Regions from separate parts of the Anser cygnoides genome. Here region 1 is linked to region 2. A link is a contact called in public Hi-C data. All regions are on one chromosome and are shown on one strand. The core of a region is the stretch at or near the end of the contact, and the rest is flanking DNA. Distances in the headings are between cores, read along the strand shown.

Evidence for each region. A called contact is a pair of places that touch in the nucleus more often than the background predicts.
Region 1: a Hi-C map of liver shows a contact between it and region 2, with 18 times the contacts expected there. The contact joins the promoter of LOC106040406 here to the enhancer-like site in region 2. A contact is called at or near these places in 3 of 7 Hi-C or Micro-C datasets (fetal liver and liver).

Annotation. Positions count from the first base shown.
Region 1 is chr1:193,470,121-193,473,089 of Taihu_goose_T2T_genome, reverse strand. It overlaps LOC106040406 (gap junction beta-6 protein), which reads right to left and starts at 1,618. Exons shown (of 3, transcript XM_048047066.2): 1 at 1,465-1,618; 2 at 1,071-1,145.
Region 2 is chr1:193,396,296-193,398,995 of Taihu_goose_T2T_genome, reverse strand. The region is part of intron 3 of CRYL1 (crystallin lambda 1); the gene reads right to left. Among named protein-coding and RNA genes, the nearest start is that of CRYL1, 22 kb to the right of the region's middle. Within about 2 kb of position 1,270, at least 2 of the 3 cell types and tissues checked have open chromatin away from gene starts, as enhancers often do. A contact at or near this core is called in fetal liver and liver, where this site is marked.

The DNA of each region.
Region 1 (2,969 bases), core at 369-2,868, 74 kb before region 2:
GTGATATGTAGCCCTTCTACCAATGAAGAGACTGACAGTTCTGGGGACTCAAGTCCTGATGGATGTTCACTAGAGGAACAATCTCATGGCTCTGCAAGCATGTTGTAAATCTCACCTGGGAAAATACCCTGCAAACCCCAGCTGACATGTGGGGGTGTCTCCTTCTCCAAGCTTACTGCAGAAGGCTGAGGCTTGAGCCACCACTGCCTTGTCCTCAGCTGTCTGTCTCCACAAATGTCTGTACATCTTCCTGCCTGCTGCCTTTCCTACCTTACTTTAGGTCAAGCCTCTCAGAAAGCAGGGTTTCCAGGCTGAACACCAGAGACCAAGGGAGACTAGAAACTACATAACTTCACTAACAAAAATCAAGGATGAAACTGTATTTTGTTCTACTGTCAGCTCAGTGCACACACATATGTTGTGGTAAACACAAATACAACCCAGACCGAAACCCATATATCATTTCAAACAAACCACACTCAACAGCAAGCTTATTAGTGATCAAAGTCAGAAAGACAGGGTTTAAAAAAGAGTACACTTAAGACAAACGGCTACTTCCTTCTTTTAACCCTCTGCCTGCTCTCTTAGAATATTTCTATGCCGCGTGGTAAAATCCAGTGAAGCACAAAACAAAAATACATCCTTCTATGTGTGTGTGTGTGGGAGAATAAAGAGTAAATAAACAAAGAGAGATTCTTCAACACAAGAGATGGGAAAAGTAACACCTAGGAAAACCCAGTGACAGGAAAAAGAGCCGTACCCTGAATGCCACCCAAAAGCAGCCAAGTGCCATCCACTTCAGCATGCCAAGCACTCTTGTTCTTACTCCAACACGTCTCTTGAGTTTTATTGAAACAGCACTTGAGTACTCATTCCTCACACAATCCCATCCACCCCGACACCCGGAGATACGTTTATTTCTGACTCACACCTCTCATTTCCTATTCCCCCGTGATTCTGAGGAATGTTTCCAGTGTGTGCCCAGGTGCTCACCAGACCTGTCAGTTGCACTGATGCAAGCTGTTTATCTCGGTGCAACTCTCAGCATCGGTAGGTGTGTCGCGAATTACCTGTAATTGCGGAAGCCTTTAGCTCGCTCGGGTTTTTAGCCGGTCGGGTGCTTCACATAACGTGCTCGCAGAGAGCTGCTGATTGAGAAGCGGGGGGACAAAAAGAAAGAAGAAAAGAGTTGTTCGGCACTCAGGAGCACGCCGGAGCTGGGGAAGGGAAGCGTGAGGCCGGGCTGAGGGGAGCCGGGAGCCCGCCCGGGCAGCGCCTCAGGGCTCGGGGCCGGGCTGAGGCGGGTCCCGGCCCCTCACCGGGCGGCACCGAGCGCGGCGGCCCCGAGCCGAGCCGAGCCGGGCCGGGCCTGCCCCGCACCCCCGTCCTTCGCCTCAAGGAGGGCACCGTGGAGCGGCCTCCCCCGGCGGCCGGCCCCAGCTCCCTCCCTCCCTCCCGCCTCACCTGCCCCGTCGGTGCCCACGCAGGGAGATGAACGCCCCGGGAGCCCCCTACCCCGGGCTGGGCTGGGCTGAGGGTCCGGCTGTAGCAGCGGAGCGGCCGGTGCCCGGCTCGCCGCCCCGCGGCTCTGAGGTCCCTCCCCGCTCACCTGCCGCCGCTTTTAACCCGCCCCGAGCCCGCCTCCGCCCGCCGGGGCCGGGCCGGGGATCGAGGCCGGGGCAGGCATGGGGGCGCCCGGCCCCGCGGCGGGGCCCGGCTCTGAGGGGCCTCTCCCGTGCCCCTGCCCCGCTCCGTCCCTTCCTGCCTGGCCCCCGTACTCTGCCTCGTCAAACGCAGGCCTTTTCCTCGGGACAAAACAACGGAGGCCTTTACTTATGAAAATCATTACAGAATTACTGGCAAACGGCAGCCGGAAAAGCCCAGAGCTGCTGGCTTTCCCAATTTTGTCCTAAAAGGTGATTGAAATGCTACAGCAGCACCCAACAAGCCTGCAGGCTTCCAGCGGGCTGCAGATCTGTGTCACTACAAGACCTCTTTGCAGAGTTTTCTGTTTCCAGGGAATACAGTTGCTGAGGAAACACTTTAGTTTCTTAACCTTTGGGTTCAAAAATCCCTGCCTGAAACTCTGAGTTCTCCATCTTGCACACATGCACATCAAACTAGAGGTTTCTAATCCTCTACCTAAATTTCTGAAGAAAACATACAGTACAGTAGTACATTTCCTCAGGTTTTGGACTTGGTTAAGGTACTGGTATAAGGGTTCAGATGGCAAACCACTTCTAGTTAAATTCTTCTGTCCTTTATCTTCACTTCCTAGAATAATAAAATAAATAAATAGATCGAAAATCTTTTGCAAAAGTCAATGGTTTCTTTGATCACATGCTCAGTTTTGAGAGGTAGAAGTGTCTGACACAAGCAACTCAATCTGGACATTTGAAAGAAAAGAAATTTCCGTCAGCTGTGGTTCAAATATCACCCCCTGTCTCTGTGGCACTCATCCTTCATCCTTGCCCTCACACCTGGCTCCACGCAACCTGCATGGTAGGACCACGGGGAAATTCATGTTTTAGGGGATCTCAGGAGGTCTATCCCGACCTCCTGGTCCAAGCAGGATCAGCTCTTCTTTCGGACCACTCAGCCATTACTCAGCATCTGTAGGGGCTCAGTGCTTGCATCAGCTGGAGTCAGGTCACCGCCGCATCTGCAGGACCAGACCCAAGATACATGATGCTACGGTGAGCTAGAAGGGCATAAATACCTCAGGCCTGAGTCTTCCGTCGCTCGCTGCCTTCTGTGGAAGTTGTGCATTCAGACGACGTTCAAGGTTCATGCGTACAGCACAAACGAGGAAGGGAGGTGCCTCAGGACCCGGCCATGTGGCTGTACTTTGTGAAAGGGAAGCCCATCTCTCCATGTAAGAATAACTTTGGAGGAAACATCTGGGACTCATGTATCTTTCCCTCTCCAGTCACATTCCATCTTGATTCGGTGACCTCTGAAGAGTAGAA
Region 2 (2,700 bases), core at 21-2,520:
AAACACTTGGGGGTGAAGCAGGAACCCAGGCTACGTGGGATACAAGCCAAGGAAAGACAGCTCAACGGGTTGCCTGCCCCTCTCCCCCCTGCAGACATGCATTCCACACAGCTGGTGCAGGACTTCCTCCAAAATGGGGTTTAAGCACATGTTCAAATACTGGATCGGTAACACAATATGTCTGTGGACAAAAGACTCAGATGTTAAACAGCTTAGTTACCCTAAAACAAGCCACACAGCCTGAGCAATCAAGTCTTTGTTTTCAACCTGAACACGAACTGGTATCCTTCTCTCTTACCCGTGGCTTACAGGATAAGGACAGCAGCACGCTAACTGAAGAGCAGACCACTGAGTCATTAATGAGGGGGAACACATTACCGCTGCTGGTGACACTATAAAAATGGTAAATAAAATGGAAGGGCATGGTCACATATGTTCACATCCCAGGGTTCAGTAACAGACTCAGAATAAGGGTAGGTAATAAAGTGTTTAACAGGGGGAAGAAAAAGGAATCCCATCATGACGATTTTAAAAACAAGTCGAACCATTTCTGACAGACAGTTGTCCAAGTATGACTGATCCTGCCTTGCGGCAGTGCATGGACTAAGTAACCTCTGAAGTCCCTTCCAGACAGGCTTTGGACAACTCAGGAGCTGGCAGGGCAGCTAAAGGTAAGGGTGAACCTTCTAATAAAGGTGAAATCCTCTCATAGGCTCTTCTGTTGAGGAGCAGAGGCTTAGAGTCAGAGCAACCCCTATACAAGTTTAACTCCAATTCATATTGTTTGGACTTGTTTAAATTTCAGTTCAAAATATAGTTATATAAGTGTCTTACAGCAAATCTACAAGTATCCAGCTTTCCGAATGGTGTTATGGTAATATTCTGAAAGGCTTTAACAGAACTTAAAACCATCAACTAAAGGGCAACAGACCAGCAAGCCTAATTTGTTATGGAGCAGTTACAAAGGCAGCAGTTAAAACATCAGCATTTCTAAGCTAATCTGACTTTGAAAAGAAATAAAAATTAGAAATTTTGTGGCTATTAACTCACCTCAAATCTACCTAAATAACTTGTTAGGTGCCTTCACTGTATGAGTTCATACTAGAGGGAAATCTGATGCTTCCTAAATCACTAGCTCTTGACTGACATGAGAGACTGTCTACCACATGACACTGTACAAATAAATACCACTTCGGTGAGGTGAAATCTAGCATTTCGATGGAAACATTTTGTACCTTCCTACAGTTCAGAAACATGCCCTGTTAAGGAACTGGAGCAGTAAAATATCAAGTTGCAGCCACTGTACACTGTTAGAACAAACAAGTGAATTACAGGTGTCTGCTCAACCTTCAGTCAGTACAAAGCACAGAACAGGAGCTGGGCAAGCAGAATTACATGTTATCTAAATCAGAGTAAAAACTTGTAGATTTAGGAGGGTTTTTTTTGTGGAGAATTATTGTGTTTTTTTTTTTTTAAATACATAAATGAAGGCAAGTTTCATCTCATTTATTGTCAGTATCATGCTATGAAGACAAGCACCTTTTTCCCTGAGGTTACTGTATCCTACAAAGCTTTCAAGAGACAAACAGAGATGATGATCAGGGCTGCCACAGGAGGGATTAGAATCCTTTTTGGTCCTTCAGGGAAGGGGCAAAAAGATCTCAACATGTGGCTGATCAACATCCTCCACCCCACATCCTTTCTCGAAGAATCAGACCTGCTGTTTCCTTCTACTGTGATCCCATCCAACCTGAAAAACAGGGAAAAGTGCCAGGGGAAGGAATCCAGGAAAGGCAATGGAAATATAATACAGTTCTTGAAAGGAGACCAGAGAACAGTGAAAAAACACAGGAGCAGGGTTAACTGCTGGGCAGGACAACAGTTACGGCAGTGAAGACCTCCTCTAACAGGGAACAAAACCATTTTAAGGTCTGTAATGGTTGACAGTGCCAGCTGGTACATGCATATGCTACGTGGGAGTGAACGTTAGAAAGTCTGGAAGAATAAAAGTCCATTCAACAGCAGCACCACAGCTGCCTACTCAGACTTCCAGTTCATCTCAAGCATGGACTTCATAAAGTATTTTACAGCAAGTCTTTGAGCTCTAACTGTTTCACTCCTAAAAATGGAGAACAGTTTTCCTCAAGCTTCTACAGAGATGGCGAGCCAGTTAACATCCCTAGAACCAGCTCCCTCAGAAGCTGAAATGGAATTGCTGGTGCCTCAGACCAGTGTTTGAGGTAGATAAGGTAAAACCAGGCCTAAGGTTATATTTGCCCAGTTAAGAGCAAACAGATCCGTGTTTGCCTGTCCAGTGCTTCAAGCTGACCATATACCAGACCCAAAGAAGTTGTTACTCAATGCTTGCACACACTGCCTTGCAGCAGCTTTTCATTTACAGAGGTACTTCATTAACACAGCTTCCAAACCAGGATCGTCTCCCAGCCTATGAGCTCAGGGCAGCTGAAGACACCTTTGCACATTGACCTGTCTGCAGACAGGTCATCAACAGAAGTACAAACCTTCTTGGAAGCCATCAGAAGAGCAGAACAAACACTAACAGTAGAAATTGGTACCAATCAGTCAAGTAAGTTTATGTGACAAGAGACACAAGACAACAACCATCAGGACTCCCAAGTCAATGCTGATATCCCATCCTGAAGCACCTCCAGACTTTCTGAAGGTTAATAATTAAAAAAA